3 separate regions of the Mus musculus genome follow, and all the other regions are linked to region 1. A link is a contact called in public HiChIP or PLAC-seq and promoter capture Hi-C data. All regions are on one chromosome and are shown on one strand. The core of a region is the stretch at or near the end of the contact, and the rest is flanking DNA. Distances in the headings are between cores, read along the strand shown. Region 1 holds the start of Rasl10a (RAS-like, family 10, member A). Region 2 holds the start of Smtn (smoothelin). Region 3 holds the start of Zmiz2 (zinc finger, MIZ-type containing 2).

Region 1 (4,922 bases), core at 788-3,287:
CTCCCCCAACCTGCCACTGTCAAGCAGCCCAGACTCCCGCTTCCTCTTTCTGCTTCTTTGGGTTTTCCTCAAAGGCCGAGGGGCAGGAATGGCCTGATGGACCCTAAGGCAGACGCACTGCATCCCACGGAGCCCAGAGGGGCAGATGGCCCAGCTCAGGGCGCGACCACACCAGCCTGGATAAGTGGGATCTGCTGTTGGTAACTCTGTTCCAGGGATGGCGTCTTCCACAGCACGGGAGTTAGGCATACTGCTGCACATATGTAATTCAGGTACTCGAAGGACTGGTGCAGGAGGATTAAAACTTTGAGGTCAGCCAGGCATACTAAATGAGACTGTTCAAAAGCTTTGAAGTCTCGCTGGGGCCCAGAGCTTCCTCACCCACAATCCTCTTGCAACTCCCAAGAAAGCCCCGGCGTGGCCGCTCTGCTAAGAAAGAGAACTCTGGAGCCGGGCCTAGGCACAGGCAGCCCCAGCGAGACCAGCCAGGCGGTGTCTGCCTTGTCCTGCTGTGTGAGGAGAGGAAGGGGCTGAGTTTATCCACTCCTTTCTGTTTCTGGAAGCGAAAAGCAGCTCACAAACCCCAGAAGCCTGGAAACCTGTAAATGGAACAGAAGTCATTCTAGGGGAATCTCAGCAAGAGGGGGGAGGGGGGAAAGCCAGCTGTCGCTACTCTGAATTTAAAGACCTAGAATATCCCTAGTGGCTGAAAGGGGGAAGAGAGGTGGGGGTGGGGGTGGTGAAATCAGACCAGGCCCTAAGTCTACCTGGGGAAGAGGACTAGACATTAGTGTTAAGGAATACCTTCCAGCTGCTGTCACCTGTTCCCCGCGGGAGGGTGTGCCTCCTTCCCCCTTGACGGGCTAGTTTCTCCTGCCCTTCCTTCCACTTAATTCCTGGCCAGGTAGACATATTATCAATGCCTTTAGAGGCCTGGATCTAAGTATTTCTAGAGCCTTCTCTCCTAAGGGAGAGGAGACAGTTCTTTTTCCTTTTGGCTCCATTTCAGCATTCTGGCCACCTGTTAGACTTGAAGCATTCGTTGAATGAGTGAGTCTTGTTCAATGCCGGGTGCCTGCATTTCACAGTACCTGGGTGGAGGGCAGAGGCCTGGGAACTCCTCCAGTGTGTGGAGACTGGAGGGCCGGACGGAGGTTGGGCAAACCCAGACTTTCCGAACCCTCAGAGGAGCTTCCGAACTTGTCCAGGGAAGAGGGCATGGTGCACCCCTGGGACAGACTCTGGGACAGACCCGTGGATCTGTTTCTTCGCCTCCAACCTGTTGGGGCAGTGACTGGGGGCTGAGTTGCTGAGCAGACTTCTGTGCTGGGCTCAAACCCTTCTGTCTCCACTCCCCACCCCCTCTGGGCTGGTCCTTTGAAACAGTGTTCTTCTAGTCGTTTGTCCTTGTAGGTGTAATGAAAAGTGGCCCGCAGGCCCGGGACGGAGTCCCAGTGTCCTTCTCACTTTGAGATACCTCTCCAGGGTCTCAGTTCCCTCCTCCTTAAACCACGAGTACCCAGGTTGAGGCTGCGGTTCGAAGATGATGCAGGGGAGAGCCCAGAAAAGGAGTTGGTGCCCAGGGTCTCACAAAACAGGAGGAAGCTTTGAAGCCATCGGCCTTTGGTGGACAACCGGGATGCAGACAAAAAGTCCAATGCGACGATTGGCCCAAGGTCATTCAACCAGGACTGGGTCTGACCCCAAGTGGCCTGATTCTAAGAGCCTGGGCTTGGTCAACAGCCAGGTTGCAGCCAGCGGTGTTGGAGGAACAGGGAGGTGGCGCCCAGCGGCTTCGGTTTTGAAACGGTTGAGGGAAGCTGACTGCCACCTGGGGAACCAGGCTTTAACAAGGCGACCCGCCTGGCAGTCACTGGGCCGCGACCCTCCCCGGGAGGGGCGGGGCGGACAGTTACCTCATCGCCGCCTCCGGGAGGCCCCGCTCGCTTGCTCGCCCGCGCGGCCGACTGGGGCGGCGGCTCCCGGCGCCGGAGCGAGAAGGGGACGGAGCTGAAGGTGGGGGCGGGTCTGCACCGCACCGGGTGCACTCTTCCTGCGGAGCTGCGGGTGCGTCCGCCCGCTCGATCCTCAGGCCTGGCCTCTTGTGGCTGAGGTGCTGTAGGCGACGCGATGCGGGTATCCCGGGCCGGGCAAGCAAGGCGCAGAACGGGCTCATGAAGCTCCCCGGTGCCAGGCGCGGGAGCGCGGGCCAGCCATGGGCGGCAGCCTGCGGGTGGCTGTTCTGGGTGCTCCGGGAGTGGGTAAGACCGCCATCATCCGCCAATTCTTGTTTGGTGACTATCCTGAGCGCCACCGACCCACGGACAGTCCCTGCCTCTACCGACCCGCGGTGCTGCTCGACGGCGCGGTCTACGACCTGAGTATCCGCGATGGTGACGTCGCTGGACCCGGCTCAAGCCCCAGAAGTCTTGAGGTAGCGGTTCGAGGGGGCCAGGGGTGTGTGTACACTTGGTGCCCATGTGTACTGATCCAGGGCGCCCGAGCCCGTTCTGGGATTGAAGTGTGTGTGTCTAGGTAGTTTGCATACGAGCTTCCTGCGCTAACCTGTAGGTGCCCTGTGGCTGTTTCCTCTCTCTCTCTCTCTCTCTCTCTCTCTCTCTCTCTCTCTCTCTCTCTCTCTCTCTCTCTCTCTTTTGTTTTTGTTTTTGTTTTTTTCGAGACAGGGTTTCTCTGTGCAGTGCTGGCTGTCCTGGAATTCTCTCTGTAGACCAGGCTGGCCTTGAACTCAGAAATCCACCTGCCTCTGCCTCTCAAGTGCTGGGATTAAAGGCGTGCGCCACCACGCCCGGCTCTGTGGCTGTTTCTTGTCTTCTTTGCCTGCCTAGGCTGGTGTCTGGGTCAGTGTGTGGCACAGCTTGAGCTGAGCCGCGCCGCTGTGACAGACTGGACCAGACACAGGAGTACCCTTTCTAGAGGGGGCCACCGCACCCTCAGACTCCCAGTCTTTGGCGCTGCATTCATTTCAAAGCTGGCATTTGAGCAGCACCTGGGAGGCTAAATGAAGTTTTGGTGAAAGAAGCTGTAAGAATATTGCAAGGGGGAAAGAGCAGCAAGAGACAAGCCAGAGGCTTCACCTGTACAGCTGCACCAGGACAGTCAGTTACCATCTGTCAGCCGGTGGACGGCAGATCCCAGGCTCTGAGGCAGTAGGAGCATAGTAGGTTGACGGGTGGCCCAGGAAGTAGGAGGGCTAAGGACTGACAAGATCCAAGCACGGCTGGGAAGTCTGGCCTGTGGGAGGGCGCGTCCCATCCGGAGTATTGCTGGGAGGTGACGGGGAGTGAGGTTGAATTGGAGTAAACCCCAGCCTCTACCCTCTAGGAGTGGCCGGACCCTAAAGACTGGAGCTTGCAGGACACAGACGCCTTTGTGCTGGTCTACGACATCTGCAGCCCCGACAGTTTCGATTATGTTAAAGCCCTGAGGCAGCGTATAGCAGAAAACAGGTGAGGGCTTGACTGGAGGTGGAGGTCTTGCTAGGGGAGCGGGTAGTTATGGCCTGGGTGCTTCTAGATCATACTTTGTGCCCACTTGAAGGTCTCTTGCTGTATGAGACACTTAGCACACCGGGGTGTGTGTGTGTGTCTGCCATAGCAGGGGACTCGCCTTCATTTGTACACATGGGGTGGGTTCCTCTGGCCATGGAGTCTCCAGCACTGCGTCTCTCATCTCCATCGGGCCTCCAGGCCGGCGGGAGCACCAGAGGCACCCATCCTGGTGGTAGGCAACAAGCGGGACCGTCAGCGGCTGCGCTTCGGACCTCGCCGTGCACTGGCCACTCTAGTTCGTAGGGGCTGGCGCTGTGGCTACCTCGAGTGCTCAGCCAAATACAATTGGCACGTGCTGCGTCTCTTCCGAGAGCTTCTGCGTTGTGCTTTGGTGCGCACACGTCCTGCACATCCGACCCTCCGCCTGCAGGGGGCGCTGCACCCAGCGCGCTGCAGCCTCATGTGATTGGACAGGGAAATCTCTTGAAAGCAGGCTCCCACCCAGACTCCTGGCCATCGGACTTTTCTTTGATCTTGATTGGACCCAGCTAACTCCCAATCATTGGACAGGTCAGTTTTACCTGAGACCTTATTGGGTCATAAGCACAGATGGAAAGGACTTGACTATGAATGTGATCAGAGGCATTTGAACAGCTTCTAGCACTCATATTGAACTACATAGACCCGCCTGCCTCTACCTCTCCACGGCTGGACTGGCTACTGGAGACACTTTTAAAGCCATGCCTAACCAGGTAATAAAAACAAATGCAAAAACTGTAAATGCACAATTTAAGGGTTTCTTGTTCTGGTATATGCAGGTTCAGAGCATTGAGGTCTGGCTTCTAGGCAGTTAACTCTAGAATCCCAACATATAATGAAGGCTCAGTCCCCAAAAAACAGGAGCTGGAGCAAGACTTTACTGTCAGAGGTTCTGCTTACTGGACCACAGGTCCTCTGGACACCGGGCTGGCCCGGTCTCCTCTAAGGCATTCAATAATATTAGTAATTAAATAGCAATGCTCATCCCCCAAACCGGAATGTACAACAGGTGTCCCATTGTGCCATGTAGTCCCGTGGGGTCTGGTCCCATGAGGTCTGGTGCTCGAGATGGAAGGGGGGTCCCTGATGCAAAGGGTAGGTTAAGGCCACAAAGAAAATGGAATGGGGTGTGGGTGTAGCTAAGCCGGTCCATCACATCGAAGAATCTGGCTCGGTCCTTGGGGTGACCGAATGCTGGGCATGCCAAGCCCCGAGTTCTATGGGTCCCGATGGGCGGCGGGGTCCCCGAGGTGTCGGTATGCGTGAGGGTTTACGGTCTGGTTGTGTGTCCATCCGCCCCCTTGCCCAGGTCAGTGAGGGTTCTGGGCCAGCCAAAGAGCTCCTGGTTGCATCCAGTGCCCCTCCTACAGCAAG
Region 2 (4,922 bases), core at 616-3,115, 1.5 Mb before region 1:
ACTCAGAATTCTGCAAAAGGCAGACATGAGTTAGGTTGCTGAAGATTTTGTAGAAATCTCGGTCCCCTGGGGTTTATGCCTCTGTTGCCCTCTTTAGCCCATAAGCGTTCATGTCTTTCCTGTCCTACCCTGACATGTGGCTCCTGGCTGGGAACTGTCCTCTGCCCCAGGGTATTTTGCTGAAGAAAAAAAAAAAAAAAAAACCTCACCAAACCAAGAATAGGTGTTTCTGTTTCAGCCTTACCAGCTTGGCTGCCAGTCTGCCCTGTGGTCTAAGTTGACATCCTGACTAAGCCCCACACAAGAAGGGCCTGTACCTAGATGGAGAAGAGGACTCAGCAAGGCCCACCAAGCCATGCTTACCACCAGGGGGTACACGCCAGTCTCTAGTTACCTGCCATACCCACTCACCTCTAGGGGCCACCGAGCCTGCCCCTCCACCCACCTCCACAAGCTGGGCGTCTGGCTGTGGGCTGAGCCCATATCCAATTCTTACTAAGACTGTCATTCCCACAGGTATGGGAGCTACCTGTGTCTGGCAGTTCTTGGAGCCAGCCTTCAGTTTTGACTCCTTTCCTCCCTGATGTCAGCAGACCTGACCTTGGGGAGCCAGGTGTCCCTCTCTCCCTGTCCATTCACACACTCAGAATTCACTCACAGTTCACTTTCCAACTGGAAGGGCCTTGGGAAGCTGACCCACCCAACCTCTGGACTTCAGGCAAACTGAGAGGATGGGAGATGGTCAAAGATTCATCACAGGGGGTCAGAAAAACTCAGACTCAAAGGGCAGAAAGAACCTAACACAAATCTTGGTGACTTCTGCCTTCTGAAGTCCCCTTCCAAGATGCTGCCCAAGACTCCAGGCTGTTTGTTTCTTGTTCAACCACTGACCGTCAAAATGGATTCCTAAATCTGGTGCCAGTCTCTAGCCCAAATCACTCCTTCCTGGAGTCCCCAGTGTCTCTGGAATTTGTGGTTCCATGGTCTAGCACACCTGGATGTTTTGCTAATGTGGTGACTGAAATGGCCTCTGGACCCCCCACCTCCATTGATTCATCCCGAAATCATCCACTCCCTCTCTACAACAGTCACTTGGTGTGAGTCACCCCATCCGGTGAATGGGTCTGGGGGAGTCCCAGTGCGCACTAGTTGGAGTTGGAAGGCACTGCTAGAGTCTTTACCTCCTAGTCTAGATACTCTGTCTGGGGTAACTACCCCTCCCCAGTGCCCAATCTTAAGTATTGTGGACATGCTATGCTTCTTCATGTTGGGTAAGGGTGTTGTTAGTTCCAAACCTAGGTGATACTCGGGACTGTCTGCTCAGAAATTCCTGCCACTGCTTGCCACCATTCTCATGGCTTCATGCTACAGAGTTTTCAGTCCTGGGGATTGTTAAGGCCCTGCGAGAGATGGGTCAGGATCTGGGAAAGATTCCTCGAGGTATCAGCTCCCTATAGATTAGTGTCTCTGGGGATCGAGAAGCCTCTTCCAAGTCCATAGAGTCTCTTCAAGACTCTTTCCCCAGGGTCTCAGAACTTCAACCATGTGTCTTTGGAGTTCTCGTGATTTGGCTAGGGTTCCCGGACCTGGGAGTTTCAGAATCCCTGTCCAGACATCCAGGTTTCACACCCCCTTCCCCGGACTCATCCGGACTCCTAGAGTAGACCCGAGATCCTCATACCCACCTCTCAGTCCGGCCCGCCGTTCCGGCGCAGTTTCGTGTTAGTTTGGTCGGGACCCGGTAGATGCAGTAGAGACCGGCAGACCGACGGGAGGAGCCGCAGCCCAGGAGCCCAGGCCGGTTCAGCAACGTACCCTGGACTCTGCTGCAGACGCCTGTCCCGCGGCGCCAGCCAGATGGCTGGCTCCGCCCTGCCAAGCTGTCCCAGCCAATTCTCTGTTGAGACACGCCCCTGCTCTGGTCCCATTGGGAAAATTCAATTTTTTAGGACCCGCCCCCAAAAGACTCCAGCCCCTCACTGTACAGGCATGTTGGGTATTGTAGTTTTGGGGACTGCTGTTGCGAGGTCCTAGACATCCTCGGGTGGGCTTCACCAGGATACAGGCTCTAAGCCAAAGTCCGGAATGTGCCACAAACCGGGCAAATAAGTATCTTGGGATCCTGTAAGCCCTGAGCGGTCCTGACAGCCCCTCCCTGCCCTCCTTTTTGTTCTTGAGACCACATCCTTTCTCCGGACTCCACCCACTAGGCGCCTTAGTACACAGACTGCCCAGTCAACTCAACGCTCAAAGGGCGCTTTCGGGACACCTGGTCTGTGCCACCTCAGGGTAAGGAGACTGGGTGACCAGCAGCATTTTGACAATTATTGAGTCGCCCAGGACATCTGAGATGGAGCAGGATCAATCATATCGTACCTTCCTTGCTCATATATGTAGCATGCTCTCCCAAATTCTTTAAAGTCTGCCTCTGAGACCCCCGAAGTTCTAAATAGGGAGTATGAACCTCGCAACTCAACAAATGGGGGAAACTGAAGATCCCAAGGAGACAATACAAAGAGTCAACCAGGAGACCCAAGAGCTCAGACCCTGGAGGGAAAGCTTCCCTGTCATCCTGGAGGCTGTGGAGCCGCCCTACTGGTCTTGCCTAAGAAAAAAGTAGGGTGGAGCCTGGGCAGATAAAGTCTGGAGTCCAGCTTGATAAATAAAAACTGTAAATCAAATAAAAACCATAAAAGCACCAACGTATTTCTTGTGTGTGTGTGTGTGTGTGTTGTGTGTTGTGTATCAGATTATAATATCCATAACAACTTAATGAGATTTGACTGTTCCCTTATACAGATGAGACAAAAGCCTATGGGTAATGGAGTCGAGGTTCATCCCACCTAGCAGGGATTCTAATCTCTGCTAACACTATAATGTGGAACTGAGGTAGGGCTGAGCTGGCTCCTGTAGTCTCTCAGAGAGCTCCAACTCAGATTTCTCCAAGACCAACCTTTACACACCCAAAGAGAGGACCTGTGTCCATTTAAAGTCTTTTTGTTTCCTCCCACAGCCCCAAGAGGTGGTCCTCTCACCTTATATATTGGAAAATAAGACCTAGAGAAGGAAGCCCCTTGCGGGGGAGGCAGAAGAAATGCGCCAAACCGACGAAGACGCCGGCTGTGGAGGTTTCCTAGTCTTCCCTACCTGAGTGGGAAGCCGATTGCTCCAGTGAACCGCCTGCTCGCGCTGGCTGAGATCAATGAATGGCCGAGGTGGGTGCCTGTTTCCGGGATTGTCTATTTAGCGCTGTGCGCCCTCACCCTACCGCTTGTCAGGCCCTGGCCCGTCTCCAGACTGACCTACCTTGCCTTTTTTTTTTTTTTTTTTTTCCTTCTTGCCAGGGATGGTGCCATGTAAAAAGGTATCTGGTAGTGGTGGTGATGGTGATCTAGGCATCAAAGGGCGACCCCGTGCAAGTGGTGAGAACTTTATAATGTAGGCAGGGAAGAGAAAACGTCCCGTGAATGTACAGCAGGCACTGAAAGTCAGATTGCCAAGATAACAACTGTGCAAGACAGTCGGATTCTACAAGAAGGAAGTTGAAACCCAAGGTGGTAATGGCACTATTATCGCAGAATTTTGCCTAGAACCAGAGCACCTTTCCTCCCCTTGTTATTTCTAAGATGGAAGAAATCCTGGAGGGCTCCTCGGAGGTGGATGCTAAACATCATTGAAGATGAGTACAAAGAAAGTCATCAGATGGAAAGACATTTTTCAGAAGAGTAAAATCTGAGAGGCTTGTGGGTAAGAAAAGGAGGTGAGCAGAATGTGGGTAGAATAAGAAACAGGGGTGGTATTATCTGGGAACAGCCAGATGAGAAGGATGAATGAATTTGGGAGGACCTGGGAGGCTTGAGTTTCTGTCTGCTCATCTGTAAAAGCTGCAGAACTGACCGACCGACTGGCTTCCAGGCCTCCAAAGGGCTATAAGAGGAAAGCTCTGGATTCTTCCACATCCAACCCCGTTCCTGGCAGAGTTGGGGGGAGGGGCAGACACATCTCGTGGGCCAAGGGCAATATTTTGCTCCAAAGCTCAAGTCCAAAAATGATGGTTTTACCAAGCTGGCAGCCTGGTTCCCTGAGCCATTCCGGCTTCTTCTGCCCCAGACAGGGCCCGAGCCTGCACCTGGAGCCAAGCCTGCATCTGGGGCGGAGCCTGCACCCGGGGCCAAGCGAGTGGCAAGAAACGTGATGCTTTCTTGATGCTGTTTCTGCCCTATGCATGGCCTCGGACTTCTCGGAGACTCAGTTTCCTTCTCTGCACAGTGGAGATCAATGCGTTCGGTGGTGATCTGGGCATTTCTAAGCATCCCTCCCAAGCTGTACAACAGAAAACCTTTCAGAAAGAGCTTAGCCTTAGGAGATGCCTGTAAGTGGTTACAAGGCCGACTGAGGCCTGACCCTTGGAGTGTGAAGTGATCGAGGAGGCCGATGGGCAACAGAAAGAATCAGGGAGTGAGAAGTGGCTTGATGGCTGATGGTGCAGGCAAGGCAGGAGGAGAGATGGTACCTATATTCTAAAACCCACTGAGAGCAGAGTGTAGAGGAAAGGAGCAGCAGGAGCAGCAGGCGGCAGATGCTAGCTGTGAGACCAGACAGGAGCAGTCTAGCAAATGAGGCCATGGTTCTGAGATGGGACTGGGTGGGCCCTTCCCCCCTGTTGGTAGAGCTGAGGCCCCCATGGTCACAGCCAGCAGCTTGAGGAGCAACATTGATGACCTGCTTCTCAAACCAGTTTGGCAAGTCTGTCACATGTCATCCAGCTGTTGTGTCTCTGGGCAACTATGCTTGACCGACTGCCATCCTTGGAGGAGAGAGAAAAGACTACAGAACAGCTACTGGGAAGAGGGGGCACCAGAAGTACAGTCCCAGGGACAAAGGGGAGGGCTCGTGTGGGCTAACCTGGACCCCTGGGGACT
Region 3 (4,922 bases), core at 1,473-3,972, 1.3 Mb after region 1:
AGTTGTAACAAATATCACAGAAAGTTTCCTTGTATCTCTACCTAGTTTCCTCCAAATGGTAACATTGTGCAAAACTGTAGTAAAATATCACTCTGGGACCAGCACATTGCTACAATCAGGAGGAGCCTTTCTGTTGTGGATTTATATTCACATCCATCTTCTTTCTGCTGAAGTTACAGACCTGGAAGGTCATCCCCCACCCTCATTCAATCCCTGGCCACTATTAACCTGTTTACAGTTTTCCTAATTTTGGCAGATGATGGAATCATACCATATAGCACCAGTAATTGGCTTTTTGTACTCAGCACAGTTTCTGGAAGATTCATCTAGAATAGGCTGTAGTGCGTTAGCAGTAGTGTGCACCTCTGGCATCTGGGCTGTTGGTGTCCTGCACTGAGGGAACTTTCTTTCGTTGAAGGACACCTGGGCCGTTTCCAATCTTTGGCTGTGACAAACATTTGTTTGTAGGTTGTTCTATAAACATAAGTTGGCATCTCTGAGTTATATGTCCCAGAGTTGAGTTGCTGGGTTGTGCTGTGGTAGCTGCACACTCGGGTTTATAAGAAATAGCCAGACTTCCAGAGTAGCTGTGCCTTCCATTTTACATTCTCGTGAGAGATACATGTGGGGTCTAGTTCCTCTTTGCCAGCGTTTTATGATGTCACTTTTTATCTTAGCCGTTCTCCTTTAATCTGTTTCCTGACAGGATGCTAAGCACTTTTCCTTGAGTTATTTTACCATTTATGTTTTCTTTGAAGAAGTCTATTCGTGTGTTTTGCTGATTTTCTATTTGGATTTTGTTTTAATAATAATTTAAGCTGGGCAGTTGTGGCGTACAACTTTAATCCCAGCACTAGGGAGTCAGATGGATCTTTGTTAGTTTGAGGTCAGCTTGGTCTACAGAGCAAATTCCAGGGTAGCCAGGGCTACACAAAGAAACCCTGTCACAAAAACAATAGCAATAATAATAATAATTTAATAATTTGTTATATATTTTAGGTGCTATGCTGCCTTTTTTGGAACAGTTGTAAGCATTTCTTCCAGCTTGTATCATATCTTATAATTCTTTTAGCAGATCTTTCACAGAAAAGTTTTTAATTTTATTTTATGGATCAAATTTAGATTTGGTATCAAATCTAAAAACTTTCTGCTCAGCCTGGATCCTGTGGAGTTTCTTTGATATTTTCTTAAACATTTTATAGTTTGTATTTTACATTTAAACCTAGGACCTAGTTCATTTTGGTATATGCTGTGACTCGGTTGTTGTTGTTACAGTAGTGAGGCTCAAACTCAGAGCATGACGTGTGTAAGCACACAGGGCAAGTGCTCTGCCATTAAGCTACATCTAGAGATGCTCCCACCCCCGTCATATTTTGTGTCTGAAGTTTTTTGTTTACTGGTAGGCTCTAGTTGCTCGTGTACCACTTGTTAGAGATGTCCTTCCTCCACTGAATTGCTTTGGTGTCTCTGGGAGTATTTGTGTGGCTATTTTCCCATCTCTTCTCTTTTCCATTAAGTCGTGCTTTTGTCTTGATTCCTGTTCCTATTTCCTGACATCCACATGGTTGTTCCAGACCCCACATGTCAGATCTTGGGAGGAGTTCTTCCCACCAGGTCAGCTGCCAGGATCCAGCAGGAGCAACATAGATGCCAGCCTCTGCTGCCAGTCTGGCACATTCTGTCTCCAGCTGCCTAGGCAGGACCTGGCCTGGGCTAGAATCAAGTGTAGTTGCCTCTGAGGGCCAGGGGACAGAGCCTGTGGATGAGGTGGATGAGGTTTCTCTTCCCTGGTAGCCTGGTGCTGGGTGTGAGAAGGATCTCTGGGAGCCTAAGGCTGCCCAGGCAAGGGCAAGTCACAGTCCCCTTTTCTCTCTTTCTCTTATCCGTTCTGGGGCTTTGTGTGTGTAGCCCTGCCCTGCAGAGCCTCCAGGTCTGTACTGAGCCCTGAGTGGTAAGCACAAAGAAATGTTTGTTCCAGAGCTGAGTGGGTGCTGCGATACCCCTCTCTCCCCTAGACAAGAGGCTTGTGAGTGCTGAGTGGAAGATGGAAATCACCAGATCTGATAATGGTTCAAAAGGTATGTGTGGCAATCACACAGCCCCTACCAAGAGAGGGTTTCAGACAGGAGCACCCAGGCCTTCCCAGAGGTCCCTGAGAAGTGCCCAACACATGGCTTGTGTGCCATTCTGGTGAGACCAAGCAGAGGTAGGCACGCATGTGGTCCAGGGTATATTAGGACCTGAGTGGATGAGGCACTGAGAAAGGCAAGGAGTGGGAGTCTTCTGTACCAGTCGCTGCTCTTACCTGCTGTTGCCTCCCTGTCCACCAGCCACTGCTACGGTTTTCTAAGAATGAAGCCCAGTTGGTCCCATCTTGTAGATGTGCGTTAGCATGGTCTGGCTTTGTGACTACCCCCCACACCTGCTGTGCTGTGTGTGTCACTGCCATGTTGGGAATTCACAAGTGTCACAGATGGGTCTTTGGGGGGGGGCAAGATGTCCACTTGACCATATACTTAAGGTCATATTTGTCTCAGGGGTGTGTGTGTATGTGTGTGTGTGTGTGCACCTACATGCATGCATACATGCACGCACGCGCGCGCGCGCACACACACACACACACACACACACACACACACACACACACGCCTGCTCCCCTCAAGTCGTCTGGATCAGCTTGAAGGTCCTGTGACCTGAAGCCCTTCTGCCACCCTCTTGATAGGAGAGAGCTGCCAACCAGGGGCTGGGTCAGTGCCTGTGTCCTGTGTCAGCCGTGTCGGTACAGCCACCCTAAGGCCAACCTGGTGGATGGACTGCCGTTGTACATCTGCTGCCTGACTTTTCAGCATCTGCCTCAAAGAACACTCAAGCTCTGCTCCTTCTCAGGTCTCTGGGCTCCGCAGGGTGGGGGCTACCCCTCTGACCTTCTCCAGGGCCTGCTGAGGGTTCCTGGCTTCCTATGATTTATATGGGAAAGGGAATGTGGGAAGTATTTGATATCAGAAAGCCCTTTCCAGGGTTGATCCAATGGCTTAAGATGACAGAGCCCTTGTTAGAGTTGCTTTGCACTGCATTCTGGGCTGACATTTGCCAACGCTACTACCCTGGCTTTGTCCGTGCTACCATGAGCATCTAAGCTCCTGCCTTCTCCCTCCTGTCCCGCAGCCGGAGCAGCAACTCCCGGATAAGCTCCAGCACATTGGGCCTGTAGGCTGCTCCATCACCAATGAACCCCATGAACCCCATGAAACCCGCCCTGCCCCCTGCACCACACGGGTGAGTGTGGGCTTCTGTGGCCTGCCTCTAGCAAGCCCTTGGCCTTCTGACCCTGCCTTAACCAGCTGCTCTCTTTTAGTGATGGTTCATTTGCATATGAGTCTGTGCCTTGGCAACAAAGTGCCACTCAGCCAGCTGGGTCACTGTCTGTGGTCACTACTGTGTGGGGAGTTGGCAACGCAACCCAGAGCCAGGTGAGTGTGTATCAGGGCCACCCCACTCCCACCCCCACCCCCCAGCCCTCAGGATCCAGAGTCTTGGTGGTGCCTCTACCATCTTAGGGCTCCAAGAACCAGGGACCAAGCGGACTGTCTGAAGCACAAGGATGGGGCTTCCTGAGGGTCTCAAGTCACTAGGTGCCTTTCTTCTGTACTACCATGGGATGTCTTCCCCTGGCTCCAGAGACCCTTCCAGTCAGAACTATAGACAACCACTCCTGCCACCCAGGTCCTCCCCCATTTGCTGGGCATCTCTTGGCATCTAGCACTTTAGGGCTGTGTCTTAAAGACAGTAGTTTGGCTGGTTCTCTCTGGTGACTCCCACTTCCTTGTAGGTTTTAGGGAACCCCATGGGCCCTGCAGGAAGCCCCCCTGGTGGTTCCATGATGCCTGGTGTGGCAGGTGGCAGCTCTGCCTTGACCTCCCCGCAGTGCCTGGGACAGCAGGCGTTTGCTGAAGGAGGTGCTAGCAAGAGCTACGTACAGCAAGGCGTGTATGGCCGAGGGAGCTACCCTGGGGGATCCAGCTTCACTACTGGGTAAGCCAGTGACTTGAAACCATCAGCCTGTCAGTCCTGCAGAAGGGTTGGATGTTGCCTGCTCCTCCCCTACTGTCTCTAGTAGCTACAGTGGAAGTTCTGTTGAGAATGGAAGAAGTGAGTGGAGGGAGGGGAGAGAAAATTAAAAAAAATAAAAAAGAATGGAAGAAGTGCTGTGTGTCCCAGAGAAAGCCTCTCTAGACAGTAAGGCAATCCTGTATCACCTACAGGTATGCAGGAGGCCCTGCAGGCCTGGGGCTCCCCACACATGCAGCACGGCCCTCAACTGACTTCACACAAGCAGCAGCTGCAGCTGCCATGGCTGCTGCTGCAGCCACCGCGACAGCCACAGCCACAGCCACGGTGGCTGCCCTGCAGGAGAAGCAGAGCCAGGAGCTAAGTCAGTATGGAGCGGTAAGGCCCCCTCCAGCTTCTTCCATGTGCTAGTAATTATGAGTGGGCTCGTAGATTTGGCAAGGCAGCAGGTTCTGGGGACAAGTGTGGACTGTGCTGGGTTTCCCGAGGCCAGTGAGAGAGAGGACCATGGCAGCAGCTGAGAGCGGGTCTGACTGTTCCTCTTCTTTCTCCTCTCAGATGGGGACTGGGCAGTCTTTTAACAGCCAGTTTCTGCAGCATGGAGGTCCTCGAGGACCCAGTGTGCCCCCTGGCATGAACCCTTCAGGCATGGGAGGAATGATGGGCCCCTCTGGCCTTTCTTCAATGGCCATGACTCCTACCCGGGCAGCAGGCATGACACCCTTATATGCAGGACAGCGACTGCCTCAGCATGGGTACCCTGGGCCTCCGCAGGGGCAGCCACTGCCTCGACAGGGGATCAAGAGAGCCTACTCAGAGGTGGGTATCTTGCTGGCTCAGGTTCGGTCCTAGAT

The links. Promoter capture Hi-C pulls out the DNA fragments that hold promoters and counts their contacts. HiChIP or PLAC-seq counts read pairs in DNA pulled down with a chosen protein or histone mark.
Region 2: an HNF4G HiChIP or PLAC-seq map of pancreatic cancer cells shows a contact between it and region 1. The contact joins the promoter of Smtn here to the promoter of Rasl10a in region 1. A contact is called at or near these places in 1 of 39 promoter capture datasets (pre-B cells) and 1 of 115 datasets of contacts at active chromatin or transcription factors (pancreatic cancer cells).
Region 3: a promoter capture Hi-C map of pre-B cells shows a contact between it and region 1, with 3 times the contacts expected there. The contact joins the promoter of Zmiz2 here to the promoter of Rasl10a in region 1. A contact is called at or near these places in 3 of 39 promoter capture datasets (embryonic stem cells, liver and pre-B cells), 2 of 115 datasets of contacts at active chromatin or transcription factors (pancreatic cancer cells and stem cell-derived neural progenitor cells) and 2 of 9 other capture datasets (adipose tissue and pancreatic islet).

The regions. Positions count from the first base shown.
Region 1 is chr11:5,056,091-5,061,012 of GRCm38.p6, forward strand. Rasl10a (RAS-like, family 10, member A) reads left to right here and starts at 2,038. Exons shown (of 3, transcript NM_145216.4): 1 at 2,038-2,434; 2 at 3,343-3,467; 3 at 3,708-4,295. The coding sequence starts at 2,216. The coding sequence ends at 3,975. Gas2l1 (growth arrest-specific 2 like 1) reads right to left here. Exons shown (of 7, transcript NM_144560.3): 7 at 4,285-4,922. The coding sequence ends at 4,701.
Region 2 is chr11:3,537,427-3,542,348 of GRCm38.p6, forward strand. Smtn (smoothelin) reads right to left here and starts at 1,866. Exons shown (of 20, transcript NM_001284427.1): 1 at 1,686-1,866; 2 at 1-10. It overlaps Gm11946 (a long non-coding RNA gene), which reads left to right. Exons shown (of 6, transcript XR_001780145.2): 3 at 1-2,289; 4 at 3,014-3,215; 5 at 3,345-3,760.
Region 3 is chr11:6,392,403-6,397,324 of GRCm38.p6, forward strand. Zmiz2 (zinc finger, MIZ-type containing 2) reads left to right here and starts at 2,723. Exons shown (of 19, transcript NM_028601.3): 1 at 2,723-2,886; 2 at 3,166-3,276; 3 at 3,356-3,470; 4 at 3,830-4,032; 5 at 4,263-4,446; 6 at 4,627-4,887. The coding sequence starts at 3,227.